2 separate regions of the Hordeum vulgare genome follow, and region 2 is linked to region 1. The links are chromatin contacts, called in public Hi-C maps. All regions are on one chromosome and are shown on one strand. Each heading gives the region's core, a stretch centred on a gene start, on an enhancer-like site or on the middle of the called end of the contact. The rest is flanking DNA. Distances are from core to core; before and after follow the strand shown. Region 1 has its middle 140 kb from the start of LOC123395382. Region 2 overlaps LOC123453041 (phototropin-1A).

Region 1 (7,210 bases), core at 3,294-5,793:
ATTATCATGAACAAGGAAATATGATAATAACCATTTTATTATTGCCTCTAGGGCATATTTCCAACAATTTCCAATAGTCTCCCACTTGCACTAGAGTCAATAATCTAGTTACATTGGTTGCTGCTGGCCAGTTGCTACGTGAGAGGTCAGCAGGAGCAATCACACACGCTCGCCGCCGCTGGGTGAGCCCCCAAGGATGGGAGGAATTGTGCTGCACTGGGGCATCGGGATAGCTACGTTGATACATACACTGGGTTGGGCCATATCAGGAAAGTATCTAGGAGGTGTCCCCGCATATTGAGAATTAAATTTATTTTGTAAGTGATTGAAAAACCAACACGTATCGATTGTATCAGGGATGAATCCATATGAGGTACCACTAGTCGATGCGGATGCGCCAGCTCCAACATATATTGGTGTTCTTTAGCTGGAAGTTATGCTGTCAGGGTCCAAATGGAAATGATTGCAATATCCATCGGCCATAGCTATATTATCTGAGAGAGTGGATCTCCTCTTTTCACAATTTATTGTGGGTTTTGGGTTTTTCATGGATTTTAACTCAAGTGATACTGATCATTAACCATGGAAAGTAAACAAAAGGACTCCGGTAACTTAGTTGCAGGATATATGAAAGAATCTTAACTCGCTGCAGAGCCTTTTGGCTTTTCGTACTATTTAATTCTGGTCTAGCTAGAGCGTAATCATTGAAATTAAAGAACATGATTGTACGACCAGTATAAATATGCTAGTTTTAAAATAATCAAATGACAGAGTTGTATAAGTAAGATAAACTTGTATGATTCTTTAACTGGGTTGTAACATCGCCGACAAACATTTGATGCAGTTTTTGTCTATTTTAGTTTGCGTTAATTTATTTTGATACAAGGACCAAATAATGATCTACATAAAATGCAGATCTTGGCTGGTGTCATCTTATTCTGCTTGTGCTTGACAATAGGTTCTTTGTTATGTTGGCACATCTATCTCATATGTCATAACATGACAACAATAGAGGTAAGTTACTGTTCGAGGTATGCATTCATCTCATAGTCAATTGGTGGCTTTACCCTTATTTCGATATTATTTACTGCCACCTTGACATCAGTATCGAGAGGCAGTTAGAGCGAAGTGGCTTGCAAAGAAGAGTGGACGGAAGTATCGCCATCTGGTTCCTCGAGGAGGGGGGCGAATTCTCCACCAGCTGTGCCTACCGGCTCTTCTTTGCGGCTAACATTGATTTTGGATGTGCTTCTGCAATTTGGAAGGCCAAGGCTCCTCCTAGGCTCAGGTTTTTCATGTGGCTGGTGGTCCACGGTCGTTGTCTGATCGCAGACAACCTCGAACGCCGGGGATGGCCTAATCAAGGCACCTGCGCCTTGTGCGGTCTTGCTCTGGAATCATGCAGCCACCTCTTCGTGCACTGCTCCTTTACAACGGAGCTTTGGCAGCGCTTCCGGACCTGGGTGGGTGTACCCTTTCCGACCCCTGCTGCCGTCGACAAGGGTACGGAGGACTGGTGGCTTCGCACGAGGAATGCAGCCCCGGAACGGTTTAAGAGGGACTTTGATGCGGTGGTGATTCTGGTGCACCGTCGTCTCTGGAAAGAGCGTAATGCTCGTATCTTTGATGACGTCGCATCGTCTCCGGACAGGGTGGTCGAAGCGATCATTGAGGGTGTGCGATCCTGGCGTGAGGCAGGCTGCTTCGCCACCACCATAGCCTTTTAGATGGCATGCTCGCGTTGTGCTTGTGCTGCAGCAGCAGGTCTGAGTCATGGCTTGCTTGCCTTGCCGGTAGCGGCTCTTTGTTTTATGGCGTCCTGTGTTTCAGGCACTTGGCCTCGAGGCTTCGCTGTGGCACTTGCCTTGTTTGTACACCTGGCGGTCATCGCCGCTCTGTAACTATTCTTTCTAATCTTAATAAAGATCGACTTCGGCCTTTCGAAGTATCGCCATCGGTTTGATCAAGGCACGAGGAAGAATATTCAAATGGTAGTGCTATATATACGCAACAAAAACAACAAAAATGCAATCAGAATTTTAATTATGTCATCATCGAATTTTCAGTTTCTAAGCCATTGGATCTGGTGCTGAAAATTTTGCATGTTATTTTGACCTGTCTGTACAGATCATGGGTCCAAATGTTTTCTGCTGGCTTTGCCCCACTGCGATAGGACATCTTAAGGATGGCACCGAGTTCCACAACACGAACAACTGATCAAAGACCTAGAACAGCATTGCTGCATATATACAAGATGTAGATTGGTGAATTTATCTGCTGACAGAATTGATCATTTCTGCCATGGCGTTGTTGTCACCCAGGCAAAAGTAAAGAGCTTGGGAAAGTTTCACAATCTTGTAATCATCCAAAGCTTACCTCCAATCTCCATGTGTGTTCAAATTTATGCCAATGTAACCAGAATATGTCTGTCACAATTTGAGGTGTGAAAAACAGACTAAAATTTGAAATGTAGAAGAAAGCTTTGTTTGATATTCTTGATCCTGTTATTCTGACCCACCATGTCTGATATTCTTGATCCTATTTTTTTTTACTATTTCCTTTTTCTTTTTGTTTTCCATAGTTTTATTTGTTATTCCACCGGTTTTCTTCGGTTTTCCCTTTTTTCTTCATTTTGCGCTGGCTTTCATTATTTTCTCATTGGTTATTTTTTTCTTTGCTTGGTTATAGTTTTTTATTTTGTTTCTTCCTTTCGTTTCTTCCTTTCGTTTCTTTGGTTTTCGTTTGCTTTTCTATTTATTTCTTTGTCGGACATTGAAAGAGAAGTTGCTTACCATATAATTTTCACATGTAGTTGCTGGAAATGCTGGAACTATCAACAACATGATATGACCCGGATGGAAATGCATTGGACCTCAATTTTTTTTAATCTTTGGATATTGTTTTTTTGGATATTCATGTAAGAGAGTCCCGGAATAAAGTCAAACCGCCACACTCAGACTACCCACAATAAAAGTAACATAGGTAGTAACATAAATGTCACATAAACAAAAAATATGATGTGGCAACTAATTAATGAGAAGAAAGAGAAATTGAGTAACTTACCATGTTATTCATAGAAGGAGTAACATAACGGATACCAAGACAAGATGAGTCTATAGCCTAATAAATGAATGGATCAATGTTACTACCTCTATGTTACTATCCATTGAGTAGGTAGTAACTTAGACTAATAACATATGTATGTTACTACTCTTTATTACTCTCCATTGTGAGTAGTCTCACGAGATATCACCACCCCCGTGCAGGACTCTAAGAGACCCCTCAAGCCTGTCTCAAACGTCCGGGCAGCCCGCCCGGTCACAAAAAATCGTCCAGGTCGAATCCTTCATATCCATCTCAAACGTCCGGACTGACCGACACCTTTCATATCCATCTCAAATACGAGGACGATATGAGGGTTCGCGGACGCACCCGAACGCGTCGATCAGTCCGACACGTAGGACACGACCTCATCCCGGACCACAATTTCTTTTTCTTTACTCATTCATTTCTTTCTCTCTCTTCTTCTCCACCAATTATGTGCAAATAAAAAATATGAAAGGTGCGGATGAAAAAGTAGGTTGACCGATCGTGTCACCGGACGTTTGAGGGACCAGATTTGTAAGTTCCAGATATAAATACTCTAAGATATTATATTCTAGATTGATCAATCAAACACCTTTTTTTTCTGCGAAGATTGCCGAACGAGCACCAAGCAAAAAGTGCATGCATTGGCCCAGCCATCAACGCGAGTCATCAATTGCTATTCACAAAACAAGCAAACAATTAAGATTGCTCGACTTGGTTTTGGGAAAATCAGATTTTCATTAGATGTCTAATGCATCGAAACGGAGGAAGTAGCAGTAACTAGCTTAGCCAAATTCATAGCACATTACTTCGTTATTACTGTCCGCTCTTAATTCTTTTTTAAAAGATTTCAACAAGAAACTACTATATATGAATGTATATAGATATACTTTAAAGTATAGATTCACTCATTTTATTTCGTATGTAGTCCTTTATTGAAATTTCTAAAAAAGACTTATATTTATAAACGGATAGAGTTAATGAGAAGCAATAATAAATAAACCAATCCTTTAAATTTTTTCTTGCCAAATGCAATGCCAGAACTAATAGTTTAGTGGACAGGGACTCAAATATAAACATACACAATAGGATACTAGAAATAGCGACAACAAGTAAAGTAGGAGTATAATCTAACGTAAAGACGGACAATCAGCAAACACATGCCCAGATTTTCGGCAGTTTTGACAGACACCGAAACCTCTCCACCCGGCATACTCAGCAGGCTTTGTTGGACAGTCCCGTGGCCGGTGTCCACCGTTGGGACACGACGTGCATACCAAAAGTATCTGGGGGCTGGCACAGTTGAGACTGTGATTCGGGTTGTTTGGATCGCCATGGCCGGCCCCGCCGCATGTCGTACATCGCGGACCAAAAACAAGACTAAGACAATCCTTCCAGTAGTGACCGAGCTCGCAACACTTGAAGCACACTGGCCCGGCGGGTGTCGTGCAGCTGCCCCGTGTGTGTCTCGTTCCTGAGCAGCGTAAACACGGTAGCCTTGGGCAATCTGCTCTGATGTGACCTGGGTCTTGGCACTTGTTGCAGTTCTTTGTTTTTTTGTTGCTACCAGATGAACTGCTTGTGAGCGCGGCCTGACTGTTGGTTGGGGCTCCAGCCGCCATGATGTTGCCGGGGGCGGGCAGGGGAACGCCGCCATGGGAGCCGCCCCCGAGAGCACCGGCCGCAGACAGAACGTGACTCATTGGGGCGGCCGGCCGCGTGTTGACGACGGCGGGCGGGGCCACGCGAGGCTGATACGCTCGCGCCTGGTTGCTTCCTGCGGAGAGCCGCAGCACGGGGGCCGCCAGGTGCCGGTTGCTGCCTGCTGGAGCCTGATATGCCGTATGCCCTGGCGGCCGGTTGCTTCCTGAGGCGAGCCGCGGCATGGGGGGCAGCGGCCGGTTGCCGCCTGCTCGAGCCTGATACGCCATAGGCGGAGGTGGCAGCGGATTGCTTCCTGACGCGACCGGCGGCGACGAGTTCCCCAACTGGTGGGCGGAGGCGCGCGGCGGCGGCTGCGGGTTCCCGATCTGGGGGACGGGGGCGCGCGGCGGGTTCCCCATCTGGGGGACGGCGGCGGGGGTGGGGGCGCGCGGCGGGTTCCTGATCTGGGGGGCGGCGGCGGGGGCGAGGGCGCGCGGCGGGTTCCCGACCTGCGTGACGGCGGCGAGGGCAGGGGCGCGCGTCGGGTTCCGGATTTGGGGGACGGTGGCTGGGCTGGGGGCGCGCGGCGGGTTCCCCATCTGCGGGACGGCGCGAGGCCGATAGCCGCGACCCTTCGGGTGTAATGGCTCCAGACTGGAAAAAACAAATTTTGTTTGGTTCGGGTGTGTAAAGCATACCTGGCCAAACGGGCCGGCCCGCTACAATCGTGTCAGGCACGGCACGGCATGCCTGAGCCTGATTATTAAACGGGCCGTGCTGTGCCGGCCCGCGTGTCAGGTAGCCAGACCCAAGCATGGTACGTCCTTTAATTGAGCCGGTCCGTTGACACGCCAGGCCCGCTAGCCTGCTAGGATTTTAATAATTTAGACCGCAATTCGGGTTGATTTCGTTTAGTTTGGCTATTATTTAGACCGATTTTGATATTTTAGGTTGTTTTTTGGTTAATATTAACCTAATGAGCTTTATTTTTATCTCAAATATATATATATATAATAAAAATAAAAACGTTAAAACGGGTCATGCCGTGCCGGCCCGCGTGCCCAGCCTTCAGGCTCAAGCACGGCCCGAGGCGTGCCGTCTGTCTGGCACGACCCGTTTAAGTCGTGTCGGGCCCGGCCCGTGTCGTGCCTGGCCTGCGGGCAGTCGGCCCGGCCCCGTGAGGCATGACCTATCTGGCCACGTATAGTGTAAAGCAGATCTGGTCAAACGGGGCGGCCCAACTGCCCGCAGGCCAGGCCCGACACGGGCCGGGCCCGACAGGACTTAAACGGGCCGTGCCTGGACCTGGAGGCGGGGCAGGCGGGCCGGCACGGCACAGCCCGTTTAACGTTTTTTATTTTTATTTTTATTTTTTACTAGAAAAAGAGCCCGTGCGTTGCAACGGGATCAGACCATACAACACGACTTAACCTAATAATCATGACTTGAGACTTTTTTTAAAATCACTGCATAAATAAAATCTAAAAATTGTTAAATCAGTAAAATAACATCATATTTAGATTTTCCGCATCACTATAGATTCAAATTACATTATAAATAGAAAATTTTAAAATTAAATAGGTAAGATACATTATACTTCGATTCAATACATTTTTTGAATGAAAGTTCATATGTTATAATTTAAAATTAAAGTTACAGTTTAAAGATATAATTTTTTAAAGTATTTGTTAATTATAATTGTACCGCTGATTAATTAACAACATGGATCGACCTCGTTATAAAAAATGGATTATACGCTATCGATTAAAATTACAGCATAAATATAATTTTAAATTTGTTAAATAGATAAAACAACATTATATTTAGATTATGCGCATCATTATTGATTAAAATTACATTATAAACAGAATTTTAAAAAATAAAATAGATGAACTAACATTATATTCAGATTCTACATATTTTTCTAATAAAATTTCATATATAATAATGTAAAATTGGAGTTACTGTTTAAAATATATGATTTTTAAAGTATTTTGCACTTATAATTGAATTACAGATTAATTAATTAAAAACTATAGGGGTGTTTTCGAAAACATATGGAAAATGTTTGGTTTTTTTACTCAAGTATGTACTGCGGGTTTATTTTATGAAAACTGAAGGAGGTTTCTACAAAAATTTCAGAAAACGATTCGTTCTCTCACTTAATTATGTACTACGGGTTTATTTCAGAAATTTACAAGGGGTTTCCTGTAAAAATACAAAAACGATTTGTTTCTCACTTAAATCTGGACTACGGGTTGATTTCGGAAAACTTCAGGGGGTTTTCTGCAAAACGACCACGACGACAGAAGCACTCCGTGCTTTATTATTAGGAAGAGTTATATATGAGATAAAAATAAAGCCCAATAGGTTAATATTAACCCAAAAAACAGTCCAAAATGTCAAAACCGGCCCAAGTAATAGTCGAACAGGCCAAAATCGACCCAAATAGCGCCCTAAAATATTAAAATCCTAGCAG
Region 2 (7,210 bases), core at 3,299-5,798, 390 kb after region 1:
TTTGCCTCACAACCTCCACCACACTCTATTCCACCTATAGTCCTATATCCATGGCTCACGCTCATGTATTGCGTGAGAGTTGAATTTTTTTGAGAAAGTAAGAGTGCGAAAACAATTACTTGGCCAATACCGGGGTTGTGCATGATTTAAATTCGTTGTGTGGGGATGATGGAGCATAGCCAGACTATATGATTTTGTAGGGATAACTTTCTTTGGCCATGTTATTTCAAAAGTTCATGATCATTTGCTAGTATGTTTGAAGTACTATTGTTTTCATGTCAATAATAAACTGTTGTTTTGAATCTTACGGATCTGAACATTCATGTCATGAGAAAGAAGTTACAAAGGACAAATATGTTAGGTAGCATTCCACATCAAAAATTCAGTCTTTAACACTTCCCTACTCGAGGACGGGCACGAGTTAAGCTTGGGGATGCTTGATACGTCTCCAACGTATCTATAATTTTTTATGGTTCCATGCTATTATCTTGTCAACTTTGGATGTTTTGTATGCATGAATATGCTATTTTATATCTTTTTTGGGACTAACCTATTAACTCAGTGCCAAGTGCCAGTTCCTGTTTTTCCGTGTTTTTGACCTTTTTCAGAGGAGAATATTAAACGGAGTCCAAACGGAATAAAACCTGCGGAATGATTTTTTCCATAACAGAAGACACGCATGAAACTTGAGAACCAAGGCAGGGGACCTCGGAGGAGGTCACAAGCCACCCAGGCCCGGCCTAGGGGGCTCGGGCCTAGCAGGTTTGTGGGCCCCCTGTGGCTCCCCTGCCCTACTTCTTCCGCCTATAAATTCTCCAAAAATCTGAAACTGCCAGAGAGAGCCACAAAAATACTTTCCCGCCGCCGCAAGCTTCTGCCTTCGCAAGATCCCATCTGGGGCACGTTCTGGTGCCCTGTCGGAGGGGGGATTCGGACACGGAGGGCTTCTTCATCAATACCATTGCCTCTCCGATGATGCGTGAGTAGTTCACCACAGACCTTCGGGTCCATAGCTAGTAGCTAGATGACTTCTTCTCTCTCTTGGATCTTTAATACAATGTTCTCCATGATCTTCATGGAGATCTATCCGATGTAATCTTCTTTTGCGGTGTGTTTGTCGAGATCCGATGAATTTTGGATTTATGATCAGATTATCTATGAATGTTATTTGAGTTTCCTCTGATCTCTTATATGCATGATTTCGTATCCTTGTAATTCTCTTTGAGTTGTGGGTTTTGTTTGGCCAACTTGATCTATAATTCTTGCAATGGGAGAAGTGCTTGGTTTTGGATTCATACCATGTGGTGTCCTCAGCCAGTGATAGAAGGGGTAGCGAGGCACGTATCGTGTTGTTGCCATCAAGGGTAAAAAGATGGGGTTTATATCTATTGCATGAATTTATCCTTCTACATCATGTCATCTTGCTTAAGGCGTTCCTCTGTTTGTTATGAACTCAATACACTAGATGCATGCTGGATAGCGGTCGATGTGTGGTCTAATAGTAGTAGATGCATAAAGTATCGGTCTACTTGTCTCGGACGTGATGCCTATATGTATGATCATTGCCTTAGATATCATCATGACTTTGCGCGGTTCTATCAATTGCTCGACAATAATTCGTTCACCCACCGTAATATTTGCTATCACGAGAGAAGCCTCTAGTGAACAATATGGCCCCCGGGTCTACTTCACTTCATATTTTCAGCTCTACACTTTCACTTTGTTGCACTTTCCGCCTTCAGATCTCACCTTGCAATCAATCATGAAGGGATTGACAACCCCTTTGTAGCGTTGGGTGCAAGTTTGTTTGTTTTTGCGCAGGTACTTTGGAGACTTGCCTTGGTACTCCTACTGGATTGATACCTTGGTTCTCAAACTGAGGGAAATACTTACTGCTACTGTGCTGCATCACCCTTTCCTCTTCAAGGGAAAAAACAACGCAAGCTCAAGAGGTAGCATGTATCAAACGTCGCAATGTAACTGGGTGACTATAAGGGTGCTCTACAGATATCTCCGAAGGTGTGTGTTGGGTTGGCGTGGATCAAGACTGGGATTTGTCACTCCGTGTGACGAAGAGGTATCTTAGGGCCCACTCGGTAATACAACATCACAACAAGCTTGCAAGCAATGTGACTAAAGAGTTAGCCACGGGATCTTGTATTACGAATCGAGTAAAGAGACTTGCCGATAACGAGATTGAACTAGGTATAGAGATACGGGCGATCGAATCTCGGGCAAGTAACATACCGATAGACAAAGGGAATAGTATACGAGATTAATTGAATCCTTGACATTGTGGTTCGACCGATAAAGATCTTCATATAATATATAGGAGCCCATATGGACATGTATGTCCCGCCATTGGTTATTGGCCAGAGAGTGTCTCGGACATGTCTGCATAGTTCTCGAACCCGCAGGGTCTGCACACTTAAGGTTTGGTGACGATTTGGTATTAATGAGTTATGTGTGATAGTAACCGAAAGTTTCTTAGAGTCCCGGATGACATCCCAGACATCACGAGGAGCTCCATAATGGTTCAGAGGTAAAGATTTATGTATGTGAAGTCATATTTTGGCTACCGGAAATCGTTTTTTCCGGTAAAGTACCAGGAAGCTTCTAGAAGGTTCCGAAAACTTCCGGGGGAGTCCGGAAGTCCACCAAGGGTTCCACCACGTCCCAAGGGTTTGCATGGGCTGAGGGGAGACGTCGTGGCCTTATTGGGCCAAGCGCACAAGTCCCTCAAGGCCCATGCAGTTGGAAAGGTGGAAAGTTCACCTTTGTATGGAAGGGAAGGAAGGGGACTAGGATTCCACCTCCTCTCCCCTTGGATGCGCCCTAGGGCTTGGAGGGGCTGTTCCCCATGCCCTTCCACCTATATATAGAGAGGAGGGGGCGCCCCAAGAGGACACACGAAGCCCTTGGCGCCCCTCTCTCTCCCTAGATCGTTTTCTCCTCCATTCGCGGTTTCGGTAATGCTAGGCCTAGCCTTGTCGGGATAGCACCACCACCACCGCCACCACGCCTTCGTGTTGCTGAAGAACTCATCTACTACTCTGCCCTCGCTCGCTGGATCGAGGAGGCAGAGACGTCATCAAGCTTTACGTGTGAACGCGGTGGTGCCGTCCATTCGGCGCTCGATCGGGAGTTCGTGGGACGGATCGTGATTGGATCGCGAAGACGTACCACTACATCAACCGCGTTATATACACTTCCGCTTAGCAATCTACTAGGGTATGTAGATGCACTCCCCCCTTTCGTAGATGGTCATCACCATGGGTAGATCTTGTGTGCGCGTAGAATTTTTTTTTGTTTCCCATGCGACGTTCCCCCATATTTCCAGCCCTATAAATTTTTTTACTAGTAGTTTCAAAGGCTAATCAAGTCACGTGTTAGCCCACCCCAACACATATTTACACGACCCAGACAACCCAACCCCCTCTATTTGTTTCTAGATTTGCCACTGGCCAGGACCACATGGCGGGAGCTCCTAATTGGCGTTGCAGGCGCCAATTAGGTAAACTCGCGCTCACAACTTCGAGCTTGTGGGCCGGCCCAACAAGCAACTTCGTTCGTTTTCGTTTCCTTGCGCTGGATTGCTCGGTTAAATGTGTAATACTGTTGATTGGTGAAACCATTTGACCGTTGACTTCTAGAAAATAGATTAAAAAAAGTTCACCGATTTGAAAAATACTTCAAAAGCTAAAAAAAGTTCATCAAATTTTAAAAAAGTTCATTAAATTATAAAAAAATCATTAAATTTAAAAAGAGTTCATCAATTCATAAAAAAGTTCATTGAATTCGAAAAAAAATTCATCAAAGTTTAGAAAAGGTCACGCATTAGAAAAAAAGTTCACAAATTTGAAAAGAGTTCATCAGTTTGAATAAAGTTCATCGAATTGTTTTCATCGAATTTCGAAAACAATTCATTGAATTTTTAATAGAGTTTATAAAACAGAAAAAAGTTCAAATAATTTGAAAAAAATAATCCGTGCATTTGAGAAACAAAGAAAAAGACAAGAAAAACAGAATAAAACGCCAAAAACAGTAGTGAACCGAAACAGCCATGAAAAAGAAAATTAAAGGGAGGAAACGAAGAACTAAATCATTGCGATGGCCTGGTGGTCATTGTGCTTTTTGCGAAGCGTGATCTCGTGGGTTCGATCCGGAATTGTAGCAACATTATTTGATCTTTAACAAAAAGAAATTGCGAAATTGGGCCGGCCCAAACGCCGAGCGGGGCTGCGCGAAACAAAATTAATCAGCTTGTAACCCTTTATAAGTCTTTATATATTTAGCATTTTTTGGGGCCTCCGTTGCCGCTCCAGCATCTCCTGCTGGTAATTTTGGAAGACGATGCATCTTAATTGCTTATTTAATATGATCCCGATACAAGATTACTCCACTGCGCTCAACAACTCCAGCGCTTATTCCATCTCCTACCGTCCTAACTACGAGTACGAACAGAAAAAGAAAACAGCCAGCAACAACCAACAACACACGACCCATGATTGAGCGAGCACGGCCGAGATACTACATCTTTGGCATGTCTTTCCATCCACCTTCTTCGTTCAGAACATGTCGGTGCCATTATCGGCGGCGGCAGCATCGCCCATTCCCTTGCCCACGTCCTTGGAAAACAGTGGAGCGTCCAGCTTCGGAGGAGCCTGCACCACGCCAATTTCACACAAAATAAATTAGTCACACACCCATTATTTTGCTAGCTAACAACTAAGGCCCTGTTTGGAACCACCAAGATTATATAATCTGGTTTTTATAATCTATTGTATTTTCAAACAGGACAGTTTATATTGTAGATTTTATAAACTAGATGACCAGATTATTATAATCTCATAATCTCCTCTACCCCAGCTAAAATGAGATTATGGATTACAAATGACGTGTTATCCTTGTAAACTTCAAGAGAATTACACAGTGCCACCGCCACTTTTCTATTTTTCCTTGTAAAGTGATGGCAAATATGTCATTGTACAATTTATAAGCTGGTTTACAGTTTATATAATCTGGCCTCCAAACATGTCCACCTGGATTATTTTTATAAACTAGATTATATAATCTATGTTCATAATTCAGATTATTATAATCTATTATGGTTCCAAACAGGGCCTAAGACTCTGAACAAATTTCGGTTTTGGTTTTCTTCTATCAAACAGGCATAAGAAACCCGTGTCCCATTTCATCTTTAGGAGAAAGATCACAAATGGTTGGTATTGCTAGCTAGGCATAATAATAATGGAGTGAGTATTCATTACCGTGCCGCGCACAAGAGCCCAGTTGATGCCGCGGAAGAACGGGTGTTGTTTTATCTCGTTCGACCCCTCATACGATCCCATTCTATTCGCGGGATCCCTGTGCAGCAACCTGTAGATCAGCTGCCTAGCTGGGAGGCTCACCTGCTCATCCGCACAGCACCCACGGGCAACCGAGTGAACTTTCCATGTCAGCCAAAATTCTGTTCAGAAGATATAGGAATATATGCTAGCCGCTTTCTTAATTACCGTACCGATATACTTGCGGGGAATCTGATGTCCTTGTGTAGGATGTTGGCAAATGTCCTTTGCCTGGTTTTACCTCTGAAGGGTGTGTAACCATACAGCATTTCATACAGAAGAATCCCTGGAGAACCAAATGACTTCATTAGAATTACCGTATAACATATGCACAAAGAAAGTCCCAAAGAAACTGCATATTTGGTGGAAGAGCTATGTACCTAGCGCCCACCAATCAACAGCACTTGTATGGCCAGCTCCGGTAATAATCTCCTGCAACACAAGGACCAGTATAAGAATCAAATACTCTACATTATGCACAAAAAAATAACGGAGATGTAGCAAAAATGGTGCAGAATAAACAAAAAAACCAAGATAAAATACATACAGGTGCAATGTACTCTTCTGTACCAACAAATGAATTGGATGCTCGCATCGGTTCCGCAAAAAATATGGGTGAACTCCTGCTTTTCCTCCTACTTTTCTTATTAGCTTCTTCTGGAAGAAAGACCTACCAAAACAGGAAAATGCAATTACTTCACCTCACATAACCGATGAATATACTGAAGTCGACCTTCCCTTTTAAGGGCCAGCAATACATAAAAAGTACATGCATGTTTTGTGATTTTATTCAAAGAGAAAGAGCTTCAAAATTAAGTTAACTTCAAATTAAATTTAGTGTCCTTTTACCTGCGGTCTGCAAGATGTCAGGCAAGACAAATCAAAGTCTGTCAGGGATATGTGCCCGTCTCTATGAAGTAAGATATTCTCTGGCTTCAAATCTCGGTAGATTATACCTGAGGATATAAATAATATTAAACAAGAGTAAACATGACACCTTATAAGCAGTACAAATCTAAACTGTATTGTGGCCAGCCCTTTTTTTATTTGGGTAAGGAAATATTGCTTTTAAGGCCTTATAGAAAACATGCTGCACGGGCTAAATCCTTACTGAAGGCGTATGCATTTGAAAGGTGAACATAATCGCCATTAATAATGCTGTGATGTAACACAATCTAAGGGACTTTTATTGGTGTATTGGGAGGGGGGGGGGGGTTATACCTTGACAATGCAAGTATTCAAGTGCAATGACAACTTCAGCTGCATAGAACCTGTCTCAATAATGAAAAATGTTAAATAGTGCCTCTTGTACAACATCTAGAGTGGATAAAACCCCAAAACAATGAAGTGACACGCCTGCGACTGTGATCAGTATCTTATGTCACAAATCACCACACCAGATCTAAGAATAATAAACAGTTTCAGTTATGACCTGACTGCATCTTCCCGTAAAACCTTCTGAGGTTGCCTATCTAGGAGCAGAAAGAGCTCCCCACCAGGGTAGTAATCTGTAATAAGACATATATGTGTCTTCGTCTGCAACATTTGAGCAGAAATAAAATGTCACTCTCTGGTGGAACATGAGAAGTCATGGTGTCAATGAAAGCAACCTCTTTCTAACCCCATTCCTGCCCTCTCTCCCAAACATGATTGAAGGCCATTGGATTGCGAACCAGGTCTTCTATGGTAGGATTTAAACAAAGTAAAAAACTTGGACCTAGTGTGTTTCTTCTCAAATGAGCTTAAAAATTTATATTCAAACTTGGACCTATGTTAAATTGTTCTAGGAATTAGACAAGCTTACTCATCAAGATGATTACACATGAACAAGTACAATGTGATCTATAATAAATTTGCTTCCT

Evidence for each region. Hi-C and Micro-C count contacts between places; a contact is called where the count stands out from the background.
Region 2: a Hi-C map of seedling shows a contact between it and region 1, with 7 times the contacts expected there. The contact joins two enhancer-like sites. A contact is called at or near these places in 1 of 6 Hi-C or Micro-C datasets (seedling) and 1 of 1 datasets of contacts at active chromatin or transcription factors (embryo).

What each region holds. Positions count from the first base shown.
Region 1 is chr5H:339,989,413-339,996,622 of MorexV3_pseudomolecules_assembly, forward strand. No RefSeq gene overlaps it. Among protein-coding and RNA genes, the nearest start is that of LOC123395382, 140 kb to the left of the region's middle. Within about 2 kb of position 4,544, at least 3 of the 3 cell types and tissues checked have open chromatin away from gene starts, as enhancers often do. A contact at or near this core is called in seedling, where this site is marked.
Region 2 is chr5H:340,383,708-340,390,917 of MorexV3_pseudomolecules_assembly, forward strand. It overlaps LOC123453041 (phototropin-1A), which reads right to left. Exons shown (of 23, transcript XM_045129803.1): 16 at 6,781-6,884; 17 at 6,570-6,619; 18 at 6,198-6,304; 19 at 5,896-6,018; 20 at 5,729-5,780; 21 at 5,522-5,634; 22 at 5,271-5,411; 23 at 4,342-4,664. The coding sequence ends at 4,569. Among protein-coding and RNA genes, the nearest start is that of LOC123453041, 9.8 kb to the right of the region's middle. Within about 2 kb of position 4,549, at least 3 of the 3 cell types and tissues checked have open chromatin away from gene starts, as enhancers often do. A contact at or near this core is called in seedling, where this site is marked.